Linked DNA regions of Macaca fascicularis: region 1 is linked to region 2. The links are chromatin contacts, called in public Hi-C maps. All regions are on one chromosome and are shown on one strand. The core of a region is the stretch at or near the end of the contact, and the rest is flanking DNA. Distances in the headings are between cores, read along the strand shown.

Evidence for each region. A called contact is a pair of places that touch in the nucleus more often than the background predicts.
Region 1: a Hi-C map of liver shows a contact between it and region 2, with 2.5 times the contacts expected there. The contact joins the promoter of NEK5 here to the enhancer-like site in region 2. A contact is called at or near these places in 2 of 2 Hi-C or Micro-C datasets (liver and skeletal muscle).

The regions. Positions count from the first base shown.
Region 1 is chr17:31,304,444-31,308,242 of T2T-MFA8v1.1, reverse strand. NEK5 (NIMA related kinase 5) reads left to right here and starts at 2,415. Exons shown (of 24, transcript XM_045377172.3): 1 at 2,415-2,469.
Region 2 is chr17:30,976,643-30,980,731 of T2T-MFA8v1.1, reverse strand. It overlaps TMEM272 (transmembrane protein 272), which reads left to right. Exons shown (of 6, transcript XR_010582601.1): 5 at 370-2,606; 6 at 3,423-4,089. Among named protein-coding and RNA genes, the nearest start is that of DHRS12, 16 kb to the right of the region's middle. Within about 2 kb of position 2,436, at least 2 of the 6 cell types and tissues checked have an H3K27ac peak or open chromatin away from gene starts, as enhancers often do. A contact at or near this core is called in liver, where this site is marked.

The sequences.
Region 1 (3,799 bases), core at 1,166-3,665, 330 kb before region 2:
TCTCTGCCCCAGCCCCAAAATCATCCATTTCAACGAGGTTCCCACTGGTTTAGAAACCAAGATCTGGTTGCTGGGTGTGCTTGTTGTTCCTGGGGTGTCACTGCTTTTAGGCCCTCTCAGCAGAGCTAGGAAATATATGTGTGTATACTAACCTGTGTACACGGTATAATTGTATAACCATCCACGCATCTCTACAGTTATTTCTGAATCTCTCCATCTGTACATACATTAAATTAAGCATGGGTCCATACTGATGTCTCCAACTAACCCAATACTACAAGGTTCATTCTAGCCTTCTTCTCATGCTTTTCTATAACTTCTCTCCCTGACAATGAGAAAACTGGCTTACACCATCCACCACCTGCTTAGCTGTTCGATCCTAGTCTACTTGTAAAGCAGTTTCCAAATCATTAACCCATACCCCTGGGAGATACAAATTTACCAACTAAGGTACAGAGTTTATGTATCTTTCCTATTGTCTCATGGTTTCCAGTCAAATACCATTTCCCAAAATTATTTAGGTTAGCTCTTTGAAATTAGCTTACCACCCTCTTGAACATTTTTCAAGTTAAAGCAGGCATGGATCATTCTAACGATATTTCCAGATACTGAGCTTCCATATATACTGTATTCCATACTTCTTAGTCATCTTCAATCTTAGCATTGCCTCAGGGTATAAACATTTCCAAACCATCAAACAAAAAAACTTGAAATTATGTACAGTTACTGAGAGACTGGATAAGTATTGGATAATCCTTTTTAAAATCAGAATGGCTTATGGGGTTTTGCTTTTAATAAAATTTCAGAAGAGTAATGGAATTACCAGTTCATGATTATAAACCATTTTTGATGATAGATTACTATATGATTCTTGAGATACAACTAGACAAAAATTGAGGGACACTTTTAACAAAACTTTTCATTCTAATGTACTTATTTCTCAGCACTTACAGCCTTAAAAAAAAAATGGAAGAGACTCAGTGTTAAACTTCATTGTAGCAAGAAGTTAGCATTCATCTATGGATACAGGAACTGATGACGCATGGGGAGCCCATCCAGGTCTTAAGGAGATGAATTTTCAATACAATTTTATTTTTTTATATTTAATATAATTATCAGCATTGTGATATATTTTATTGTGATCAATTGTGTAGTACTAGTAATTTTAACAATCCAGAAAAAAAATTCTGTGAGCAGGAAATGTAAATTTCCATTTCTATACTTCTTTCAGCAGTATGACAGGATGATCAATAAGACTTTCAAGCATGAAAAAGATAGCTGGGATAAAATTCTATGAGGAAAGTAGAATGAAGATATGATTTAATAAAGCATGTCTAAGAATTCTAGGGAAGAAATGTGGGTGTGGTCACTGACACATGAAATTAAACAAAAACAAGTAGATCATATACTTGCTAATATTTTGAGGGAATTTCACTGCCAAAGAAACTAACATTGGCTGTTCCAACTCCTAAACAACTTTTGGACTCCTGTTATGGGCTGCATTCGCCCCTGCCCCGGTCACTCCCAATTCACATATTGAAATCTAACACCAGTAACTCACAATGAGACTGTATTCGGAGATAGAGACTTTAAAGATGCAATGAGATCAAAATGAGGCCTTTGGTTCAGTCCTAATCCAATTTGACTATAGTGCTTATAAGAAGAGGAAATTTTTTGTGGCAGGGACGGGGAGGGGATGGCGGAGAGATGATTTTAAGAAGGAAAAGTAGTGATGTAAACTTATGATTTTTTAAATAGCTTTTTTGTGGGCTTTTGCATGTGTGTGATGGACGATGGAGGGTACCATATCACTGTAGTGTTTAGATTCAATTGGATATATTTTACTTGCGTCACTATTTACAATTGCTGGAAAATACATTTTTTTCAACTACTTAAACGTTTTAGCTGCTTGATGTGCGAATCCAGAATGGGGCAGGGTGGGATAGGGAGGGGGCGTGCGTGCAGACGCTTGGGCAGCGCCGGTTGCGTTAGAAAGTCTTTGGCAGGCCGCCGCTGTGGCCCAAAGAGTAGGAAGCGGTTCCAGTCTCACGTCCACCTCTTGGCAATATTTGAGATCTTGTACAAGAAACACTCTTCCTGTCTTAGTTTAGCTTATTTGTAAAACTAGGAGACTACTGCCTTGCGGGGTTGTAAAGAAAAGAGAACGTTTGCGAAGCGTCTGGTGCACCGTAAGCAAGAGCGGGGAGCGCTACTGTAGAGTGCAACGCAAAGCAATCCCGACCCAAGGCAACGGGACGGTGTGGGGCTGGCTCTGTCGGGTCTCCAAACTCCCTGGCGCCTGACCCTGCCTCGCGGTGGACTGTGTGGACGGGTCCCCAGGCCATTCCAGCCTTGCGCCCCGCCCGCGTTTCCTTGCGCGGCTCCGCCCGGCCGCGGGGAGGCGCAGCGGCCCCGGGAACCCGGATCCTTCTGAGACGCTTAGTTGGCCCCGCGGAGCCGGCGGAGCAGGTATGCTGCAGAGGCCGCCCTTAGTCCTTGCCTGGAGCCGCCACAGGGCTTCAGGAACCGGGCAGGGTGGGGGAAAGGGATAGAGTCTCTGCCTGGGGCGGCGGGGGCGGCCCAGAAAAGGCCTAGCGTCCTGGGCGCGTCGGTCTCTATGGCAACGCTCCGCACGCTGAGCGCGGGTCGCGGTAAGCGTCTTGCCACCCACCCGCGGCCGCCTCCAGGGGCGGCCCTAGGCGAGAAGGAATTTTCCTAACTTGGGGGCTTCCACCCTCTGGTGCCACTTGGGCGGGCGGGTCGCGGGCCCTCAGTTCCCAGCTGGTCACCCCCGGCCCCTAGTCTGTATGCGTTTCTCTCAGAACCCGGTCCTCCGGTGTCTGCAGCCTCTCCTGGCTGCGGAGCTGGTTCCCAGCCCACTGCAATCTAATTGTACCCACTTCCTACCCTGACATGAAATTATTCGAAAACAACCCCCCGCTCACCCCATTAACAACAACAGCAACAACAGCAACAAAACTGTATTATGCCCTAACTGTAGCATAAAGAGGAAACAGAAGGAAAGCAATAAGTAAGAAAGTACATATTTCAATCTGAAAATGCTTGACACTACTACCCTTGGCAAAAGTAGAGAAGCGCCAGTAGCCGCGCCTGGGCAGTCGCCTGAACGTGACGGCAGCAAATGCAGATTGTTAGGTCTCCGGGACCAGGGGCAGCGTGGCCAGTGAAGGGCGTGATTTTCCCAAATGGTGAACAATTCTTGGTAAACCTCCAAACCAAACAAAGTGCAATCAAGCCTTGATTTACATGTAGTTGCATTCCTCGGGAAAAAAAAAAAAATCAGTGTTCATTAAAACTGCAAAAATACTTAGCATTTCGATGTAAAATAGAGTTTGATTCTAGCCACAGATAATTACAAACGGATTTTTCCGCACACATGAGTGTATAGGAAGACTCTACAAGATTGTAGGGCCGTAGGGTAATCCTTTATTGTGCGGGACTGTCTCTCGGATCGCAGAATCCTAGCATCTCAGGCCCCAACCACCTGTCAATCTCTTGCCTCTGAATCTCGGGGAAACAGCTTCCCCACCCCCATATATTTCCAAAATTCCCCCTAGGGGGCAGTACGTCCCCATTAAGAAAGGCTGGACTGTGAAAAGTACACAAGCCTAAGGACATTCCTGCTTTATAAAGGTGCCAAGCACTGGCTATATAGTATCCTTCATTCTCAGAACAAACTTGCAAAACAGATATTGTTATTCCATTTTAGAAATTAGGAAAGTGCAGTTTTGCCAGGTTAAGTGACTTACCCAGGAACACAGGGCAAAATTGTATCAAA
Region 2 (4,089 bases), core at 1,187-3,686:
TTTACATTATGTGTGGGTGCAAATGTGCTAGCACAATACAGGGGAGAGTCAGTCTGAACCTTGATGCGGAGACAAGTCACCCCAACTAACCCCTTGTCCAAACCAACTCACACATCTAAAAGGAAGACGCCACTGAGGATGCTGGCGACGAATTAATGCCTTCATTCTTGCCAGTTTTAATTCTCATTCTTCAAATTAAATTTTGCTGCTTGGTGGCATTTCTAACTCAGTGTGTGCACTTTTCATGACACCTTCCTCTCTCTCCTCTTTCTCTCTCCCCAACACCCCTGCCACCGCTACCTTCTATCCCCTCTCTTCCCCTCTACTTTGCTGCTCTGCCCTGCCACACGGCTCCCCACCACGCCCCAGGTGTCACTCCTGTTGTACGACTCCACCAGGATGAGGCGGCTGCTGTCCAAGGCCGTGGTGATCGATGATGATGACGATGACGAATACCCCTGGAGGCAGAATGCGCACAGATACTACATCCACCTCCTGCTGAGCCTCTTCCTCTTCCTCTGGTTCATCCTGGGAAACTACTGGGTCTTTTCTGTGTACCTGCCTGATTTTCTTCCCCCTTTCCAGCAGCCTCAGGACTACTGTGACAAAACCCTGTACCTCTTTGCAGTTGGAGTCCTGGCACTCAGTCACACGGTGCTGGGCTTGCTCCTGCTGTGCAGCGGCTGTGTCTACCTGTGCTCCAGGTGGAGACTTGCTGCTGATGAAGACTGACAGCTGCCTTGTCCAGCATACCATGTATGCATGTACGCACGCGCGCGCACGCACACACACACACACACACACAGAGGTTCAGGAGAAGGGCATAAAGGTAATAAAATCTTCCCTGAAGGTATTTAAAAAGCCACCCAAATGCACTGAATATGATAGTGGACTAAAGAAACTCTTGCCTTCCTAGACATGGGGAAATCACTTCTGCTCTTTTCAGAGTAGGAATTTTGTTCTCACAAGAGTTTTCAAAGTGATCATTGTTTTTGAGGGGATGAAGTGTGAGAGGCAAAGAATGGGAGACCTTTTCAAATCATAGTGCAGTTTCAATGACTGGTACAAGAACAAGGCTGGTTGTTGCTACTGCTGCTGTCATTCAGTCATGGTCACCTTGAAGTTATAGAAAGTGCACAGACTTTCAAACAAGATATATCTTAACTTCACTCACTATGATGACTTTTGTTATTAAAAGGAAAAAGATAGTCTTTTAGTGACTCTAGCTGCCTTTTGGGAAAGCGAAGGTGCAGTCTCTTCCAGCCATGTATCAGATGGGTTTGATGTGATGGGTGGAACATCCCAAGGTCAGCTGTAAAATCTGCCAATGTCAAAGCAGTCGCTTCCACCTAGGGGGCGGGCTGGCCTGCTAGCCAGGCATTGCGGAGTGCAGTGCCGTGTGCACCGTGTGCCGCTGCTGCAGGTTCTTTGCTTGGCCTTGAGTCTGTCTCTGCCCCTGGCTATTTGTGTACCTCTCTATGATCTGCGGCTGGCTGGGTGGCATAAACCAGTTTTGTATGTTTCTGGACAGGTTGCATGAGTTGGGTTGCCGTCAGTGTAGCTGTTTTTGGTTTCTGAGCTTAACTATCAAATAATAGCTCCTCAACCTAATGACCAGTTAGGCTTTGGAAGCCTTTTGTAAATTGAGATGTCTGGAAGTCCAGGATGACACCAAACAGTGACCACTAACCTTCCCTCTGGCTGTTGCTGTCGAGAGATGAAGTCCAGGTCTGTTGTCAGTGCTTGCTGGGGAGCCTCTTTATGAGCAAAGTCCCACGCTTTAGAATTTTGTATGAAGACGCTGTCATGAATGTTTCTAGGGCAATGCCCAGGGGTGTGTGGCACCTGCTTAACTGTGCTTCTCTCAGCCACATGCGTAGCCTTTCTGTATATTTACACACTGCTGAACTGTGTTTATTTTTAATTTTTTAATTTTTTCGTTCTTTCTCATCAAACCAATCCCTGAGTGGCCATGAATGGAGGTACCTCCCTTCATCAGAAGTGTCAGCTCAAACCAAGAGGCTCATTCTTCTCTGTGGCTTTAAGAGAAAGGCCCTGTGAATCCCATGGGGTCTTCCCATTTCAGTTTAGAAGCTCTCCCCGGGCAGTCACCATTGGTCCCCCTTTCCTCCCAGGTGAGAAGAAAGTGCTTGGTGTGCCATCTGCTGGACAAAGGAGGAACAGCCCTTTTTTTGCCCCTGTCTCTAAGGGCAGTTTCTGTTTTCATTTTCACTCCTGCCATGACAGAAGACCAGCGGGTGTGCAGTTTGCAGATCCCACCTCATCTATGATGCCCGATTCTATCCTCACTGTGTCCCATGTTTCCCTCTCTGTGTCTGGGGAGAGTCTGTGGGCTACGATACTGGGGTGGACAGGGGTTTCATGGGCTCCCCTCCCACCCTCCTTTCCCCAGTCTGTGACTCGTCAGCCACTCCCAGTCACTTAGCCAATGCTTGGACATCTGTGAGCAGCAAAGATCTGGGCCCAGGGACGCCTGCATGACTCCCACATGAAAGCCTCTGAGGCTTCTGTTGCGAGGGCCTTGGCGAAGGCGGAAAGAGCTGTGGACAACCATAAGCATGAGGATTTCTGTTAGCAGATGGCAGGTACTGGTTAGTGCTTTGGATACATCATTAGCTAGGTCTCAAAAGTTGGACATTCCCAGTTTCTGGTAGGCATGAGTATCACCAGAGTGTTGCAGAAATCCTTCCCAGAGGGAGTAGTGGATGGAGTGAGCTCATTCTCATATGCACACCCCCAGCCCACCCCCAGTTGCAATGGAGAATATTGGTCATAGGTCCTAAATAATTGCTAAAATCTGGACTATATTTTTGGCTTTCAGTTTCCTTGTCACCAAAGCAGTAAGGAAGAGGTGATGATCTCTTCCTATAAGTCACACATCTTCCCTGGTTTGAGGTTACAGTGAGCTATGATGGCGCCATTGCACTCTATTCTGGGTGACAAAATGAGACCCTATCTCTAAAAGACAAAATTACCCCCTTCTGGAGAAACAGGTTAGATCCAAAAGAAAATGTTCATGTGCGTTCATTCATAGAGAGGACACTGAGTGGTTCAGTGGGTGACATCTTCAGCGCAGCAGGCTTTGAATGATAACTGACTCAGACCTCCCTCAGGAGATGGTGAGATGGTTATGATAAGGCACATTTCAAGAAAGAGGCTCTGGGGCCAAGGCAAATGGTCTATAACCATGGTTCTTTGAAGTCTGGCTAATCCAGGGATGACATCCAGACTGTCTAGGAAGGGCTGAGCTGCGTGCCCTTTAAGTGACCACCTGTTAGTATAATTTCACTCAGCTGGAGGTGAGTGTAAGAAGTTCCTGGTTATAGAAGAAGTTAGAATCCTTGGCATGGCCTGAAGTAGGCATTCCACACTGATGTGAAATGTGCTGTGTATACCTGCAGAATGAAAATGCCCATCTAAGACTGGCCCAAGACCTGGGCAGCCTTCCTCCATGGGAACCCGGCAAGGCAATGGGAAGTGGACATGGGAGCACCTGAACCTTCCGGAGGCTATGAAACCTCAAGGGAACAAATTATGTGGCAGAGAGGGATGATCAGTTCTTCCCATCTGAGAAAAGACTGCAGCAAAGATCAACTCTATGTTGAGGTCATTTTATCTGCTACATCGGGCATCATGCTAAAAACCATTCTTTGCCTGAATTTGTATAAATGACAGTTGAAAGCAGTAAAAGTGGGACTGTTTCACGGAAGTCAGCCACACCAGTGGTTCTCAAACCTTGGTGAACCCTCAGAGCTACCCAAGGACTTGTTTGCAATGCAGAATCACAGCCCCCAGAGACTCTGACTCGTGGGGCCTGGCTGGTTCTGATTCAGTGACCGGAGAACCACATGTGTGCACTTGGGCCACACATACAGCCTGGACTGGCTTATGTCAGGCCCATCTTGGTTGTCACCATGAGGACAATATAATGTCGTTTCCAGTACTTCGTATTATTTCCTTCTCTTTTAGTATGAGAAGTGGCCAAGTGGTCAATAGCTTTCATTTTTGTGTAACTGAATCTTGTGCTTCATTTCCTTCTGGGCATTTTTCATTGTTGATGAAATAAAC